Regions from separate parts of the Gossypium hirsutum genome. Here region 1 is linked to region 2. A link is a contact called in public Hi-C data. All regions are on one chromosome and are shown on one strand. The core of a region is the stretch at or near the end of the contact, and the rest is flanking DNA. Distances in the headings are between cores, read along the strand shown.

The links. A called contact is a pair of places that touch in the nucleus more often than the background predicts.
Region 1: a contact with region 2 is called in a Hi-C map of leaf, with 4 times the contacts expected there. The contact joins two enhancer-like sites. A contact is called at or near these places in 16 of 34 Hi-C or Micro-C datasets (anther, callus, hypocotyl and 3 more).

What each region holds. Positions count from the first base shown.
Region 1 is chrA10:30,577,481-30,580,236 of Gossypium_hirsutum_v2.1, reverse strand. All of the region lies in intron 3 of LOC107897884 (a long non-coding RNA gene), which reads right to left. Among protein-coding and RNA genes, the nearest start is that of LOC107897884, 3.4 kb to the right of the region's middle. Within about 2 kb of position 1,431, at least 8 of the 9 cell types and tissues checked have an H3K27ac peak or open chromatin away from gene starts, as enhancers often do.
Region 2 is chrA10:30,539,746-30,542,751 of Gossypium_hirsutum_v2.1, reverse strand. It overlaps the pseudogene LOC107897885. Among protein-coding and RNA genes, the nearest start is that of LOC121208418, 7.1 kb to the left of the region's middle. Within about 2 kb of position 1,726, at least 4 of the 9 cell types and tissues checked have an H3K27ac peak or open chromatin away from gene starts, as enhancers often do.

The DNA.
Region 1 (2,756 bases), core at 182-2,681, 38 kb before region 2:
CTAATTTTGGTAACACGAGATCAATGGGGGAAAGAAGAAAAGGGGAGATTCTGACATCAAATCTAGTAATTAAAGGAATTAATGAGGGGATTAGTCAAAAAGATTATGTTTCTGCTTCTGTGAAAGAAAAATGAAAGGCTATTGTTAATATAGGCCCAATAAAACTTGGGGTTATGATCCAAAGCAATGACGAGTTTGATGAGGAGATGGTAACCCATGAAGAAACTAATGGTCCAATAATGCACAGTGATGGACTCAAAAGACCCTGAATTCACCATATTGTTTAACGAAACTCTTGTTACTTATTTGCAAGTACACAATAATTCAAGATCGGCAGGCCTTACTAAATAAGCCAGCGGGAGCAATGAAACTCCTAAGCTGGAATGTTTGGGGCTTGGGGAGGCCTCGAACTATCAATCGTCTCTAGCATAGGCTGAAAGATATAAGTCCCACGGTGGTGTTTTTAATTGAGACAAAACTTCAAGGTTATCAGATGGAGAAGGTCAGACCCAAGTGCGGTTTTCTTAATGGAATTGATGTTGATTCAAATGGTAGAAGTAGGGGTTTATCGTTAGGCTGGAATAATAATTGCAAAATCTCTCTTCTCTCTTTTTCAAGTAGGCAGATAGATGTTATGATTGATGAGGATTCAGAGGGGAAAACTTGGAGATGTAAGGGGGTTTACGAAGCACCAGAGGAAAATTTGCGAGAAACATCTTAGAATTTGCTACGTACTCTGAATGATTCCCCACAGATTCCTTAGGTTGTTATTGGAGATTTCAATGAAATTGCATATTCATCTAAGAAGAAAGGGGGGCTAACTAGGAGGGAAAGACAAATGTGTAGATTTCGAAAAGTTATGGATGACTGTTCTCTCACTGATATTGGTTTCAATGGTCAGTGGTTTACTTGGGAAAAAGGACGTATGAGAATTAATAATATTTGAGAACGTCTTGATAGAGGTATTGCGAATCATCCTTGGTGGGATTTATTTCCTAATTTTAAATTAAGTCATCTATCTCATGCATTTTCAGACCATTGCCCTCTGTTGCTTAATTCAAATTTTGGGAATCAACATTCGAAGCAGTGGCAGTTCAGATTTGAAGCTTCGTGGTTGCTGAAGGACTCTTGTGAATTGGAGGTAAGAAGAATTTGGACCGAGAGTGTGGGGCCTATTCCAAATAAGATAAAGGCTATGGGTATGGGCCTTGAGGAATGGTTTAGGGGAATTAAAAAAAAAGTCTATCACGAAGAAAGAGTTGGAAAAACAGTTGCTTCAACTAAATAACGAAATCCCTACGGACGAGATTTTGGGGAAAATTGTAGAGACCAAGCTGCAAATTAATATGGAGGTGGATAAGGAGGAGCTTTATGGGAATAGAGAGCTAGAGCGAATTGGCTGAAAAATGGGGATAGAAATACCCGTTTTTCCACCAATCGGTAATTGATCGATGTAAAAGGAATAAGGTGGAAGAGTTAGTGGATGGCGAGGGTAATACCCATGCGAGCAATGCTACTTTATTATGGCTGGCCACTGATTATTTTACTTCTCTTTTTACAACGAAAAGTGTTGGAGATCCAAGCTCAATTTAGAAGGTGTTGAGCCATGTATTTCTCAACAGATGAACGAGGACCTTGAGAAGGATTTTACATATGAAGAGGTGTGTTCGGCTCTTAAAGCCATGAGCCCACTAAAAGCTTCTGGCGAAGATGAGATAGGGATGATTTTCTACCAAAGGTTTTGGCATATCATGGGCAAAGATGTGGCTAATTTCTGTATTGAGACGTTGTAGGGGTTGCATAATATGGCTGAAATTAACAACACAAAACTTGTTTTAATTCCCAAGGTCAGTTCTCCTCGGTACATGACTCAATTTAGACCTATTAGTCTTTGTAATATTTTATATAAAATCATTTCAAAGATTTTGGCGAATAGGTTTCAAAAGATTCTCCATTTGTGTAATGGTGAAGCATAAAGTGCTTTTGTCTTGGGAAGACTCATTACGGATAATATCATAGCTGCATATGAAACTTTACATTCTATGAAGAGAAAACAAATAGGGAGAAAGGGGTCATTTACTTTAAAACTTGATATTAGTAAAGCTTATGACCAGGTTGAATGGAGTTTTATGCATGTTATGCTTCGAAGGATGGGGTTTTTGGATAGGTGGATTGAGAAAGTTACTATTTGTGTCACGTCGATCTTGTATTCTATGTTTATGAATGGGGAGGTGGGGGATTCATTTTTCCTGTCTTGAGGCCTTCGCCAAGGGTTCCCTATTAGTCCTTATTTATTCTTTATATGTGGTGAAGGCTTGTCGACTCTTCTTAGAATGGCTGCTACTAGGGGAGTTGTCAATGGCTTTCGGGTTAGTAGGCAAGCACCACGAATCACCCATTTGTTTTTTGCAGATGATAGCCTTATCATTGGAGATGCGTCTATCAATAGAGCAATGGTGATCAAAGATATTTTAGAGGTTTATGTTAACTGTTCTGGCCAAAAAGTCAACTTCGACAAGTTAGAGATCTTTTTCAGTTCCAATGTTGATCAGTTTCACAGAGATGAGGTTTGTAGGGTTTTGGGGGTTAATCAGAATCTAAATCTGGATAAATACCCTAATCTCCCTTCAATGGTGGGGTGTAACAAACATAGGGCTTTTAAGGAACTTAAAGAAACGCTAATTAAAAGAGTCTCAAGTTGGAGCTCGAGATTACTTTCCATAGGGGGCGGGAGGTTCTTATCAGAGCTGTGCTCC
Region 2 (3,006 bases), core at 477-2,976:
CCATTTCTATTGCTCCAACTTATGCCACCAGAGGCTGAAATATGAGTCATTTATTGCATAAGGGATAGCATCACACTCCTTTTTGTAAAATGCCCTAGATAGTGGGGGTTGAAATCTAAAGAGGAAAAATGCTTCAAGCAGGATGCACTATCAGAATCAGTACTGAAAAGGGTGTCCAGCTATAAGCGTTTTTAGTACTTTTGCTGACACTGCATTCTGCTTGGAGTGTTTTTCCTATACAAACCTCAACCTCTACTATTCGGGCATTTTTCACAAACTTTTCAGATATCCCGAGAATCCTGAGATATTTTTCAGAACTGTCTCTTCAAATTTATTATTTCAGAAGCAGCAGTATTTAAAAGGGCGTCCAGCTAGAAGCATTTTCAGTACTTTTGTTAACTGTACATCCTACTTAGGGCGTTTTTTCTCTACAAAACTCAACCCATCTCGTTAAAATTATTTCTTTAGAACTCATCCCCTCAAAATTACTTTTTCAGGTCCCATCTTGTACAAATTATTTTTCAGAACCCCTAAATCCTAAAAATGAAATAAAACCTTAAACCCATAATTAATAAACACTTAAAAATAAATAAAACCCTAAACCTAAACACTTACAAATTAAAAAACTATAAACCCTAATTTCATAAACCCCTAATTAACAATTTGGGCATTGAGAAAAATACGAGCAAAAACATGCTTACATGGAAGCACTTTACTAAAGTGCGTTGAAGTGGATACTTATTAAATGTGGTAGGAAAAAAAGCGCCAAATTGGACGCGCTTTTCTAGTTTTCTCTTAAAAACTACTCCAACTCAATATGCTTTACATAAATCAGTCCATACCTATAAATATCAAGTAAAAGGACCTATTTTCGTAATTTTATTTTAGAAATGAGCTTTCTGATAATTTATTCATAAAAATGATAGAAAAATGTAACAATAAAACATGACTAAGAGAGACAGTTAAAAATTTTAATTTTAATTTTAATTTTAATTCATAAAAATATTTAAAACATTCTTTTAATTTTAATTGACAAAAAATTTAAAAAATTAAATTTAAAAGCAGCTCAAAGCAAATACAAAGCAAAGCTTCCAACTTTTTGAAAAGCCTAAATTCCTAAGCATTAATGGGATTGCAATTTCTTGATCGTCGCCTCAATCTTCTCTTGTCTCCCCTTACTCTTTTCTTTTAGGGTTTCCACTTTATTTAATAGCTCAGTTCCATTTCTTTATTATTATTATTATTATTATTATTATGGAATTCAATAGGATTCTCTAGAAACCGGATCAGTGGATGGATTTTAATGGTTAGTTTCTGTTAATTGATTTCTTCTATTTTTTATTTTTAATTCTGAAGTTGAATTGAGATTTGTATTATATTCTTTTCTGTTTGGTTGATGGAAACCTCGAAGAATTGAAAATTAATTGTTTTAGTGTGTCTTTGCTAGTTCAGTGTTCTAGATCAATTACAGTTTTAATTTCGGTTCTTATTTTCCCGTAGTCTCAGAATTTCAGTGTTCCTTTTGTGAGAAAAAAATGTAGCCAAAAACTTTTTTATTTAATGTTAAACATTATAAACTCTTTCTCGGATATTATCCTGGTTGAAGTGCTTTTGAATTTTATTGATTAACCGAATGCCGACTTTAAATTGATTGAAATCGTTTTTTTGGGTAAGGATCACAGGATTTTTTTATTTTTTGTGGGATATCATCTATAGGTGTTTTAAGTTGGTCTTTTTGGAACACTGCTTTGGGTTTCAAACTTCTTGATAATTGAGAATTGAGTTTTGGGTTGAGGTCTAGTTTGTTGTTTGGTTGCTGGAAAATGTAGGAAAAATCATGTTGATTGGTAAGAATTGTGCCAAAGTGCATCTAGCTGCATGTTGCAACTAATAAAGCTAACTTAGTACTAGAATGTTTGACTCAGGTAGATCATTAGCATTAACTAATTCTGCCCATTTATCTAATTTTTGTTTGTTTGTGCGTTGTATCCTTTGACATCTGATGACGAGCTAGTGCTTTAAAAGTTACACGATTTCCGCTGCTCTTTCTGTTTCTGAAATGTTAGCCTCATTCTTATTTCATAATTTTCCATTGCAGAATGTATTTCTTGGATATTTTGGTAAGTGTTAACGTGCTAAAGTGAGCAAGATTTTTGTATACTGAGCTATAATGTACATCTAGATCTGTGGGTTCATAAGGATTGTATTTATCAACTAAACCAATGGAATCTGTAAGGTGTTGGTTCAACAAGTTGAAGTCTTCAAAAAAGAAAGAAGCTGCAGGTAATGCAAAAGAGGGGTCTAAACCACCAGCAGGGGAAGAGGTACCATCAAATGTCACCAAACAGCGGGTAGAAGCTGCAAAGCAGTATATTGAAAACCATTACAAGAAGCAGATGAAAAGCCTGCAGGAAAGAAAGGAGCGGTATGATTTAAAATCCTTTCTCTTGGAAATTTCCCCATGTATTAGTTACTGTTACTGCATAACTATAATGTTGCAAGCAATGTAACTATGCTGATATTATAAAATGTGTTTGTGATTGGAGGAATGCCGGAAAGTTGTGACAGTTTTCTTCTGAAGAATATGGATGGTGATTTTTGGGTAATTATGATTTTCTGCAGACGAGATATTCTGGAAAAGAAGTTGGCTGATGCTGAAGTTTCTGAAGAAGAACACAATAACTTACTCAAGTATTTTGAGAAGAAGGAGACAGAATACATGCACCTTCAGAGGCATAAGATGGGTGCTGATGATTTTGAGCCATTGACCATGATTGGAAAGGGTGCTTTTGGAGAGGTAATTATATCTTTTTCAATACCTACAACATAATTTAGGTGCTTCTTTTGCTTCTATTTCTGGCCTTGCTTGAATCTACTTGGCAGAAGTTAAGAAAATTTTGTATTTAATTTGTTTACCCTGCCATCAGAACTTGTTATCCTGGGACAATGCTTCTAGGAAGCTTTTAGACGGACAGGCTTCTACGTATTATACTGCTTAGTGTCATT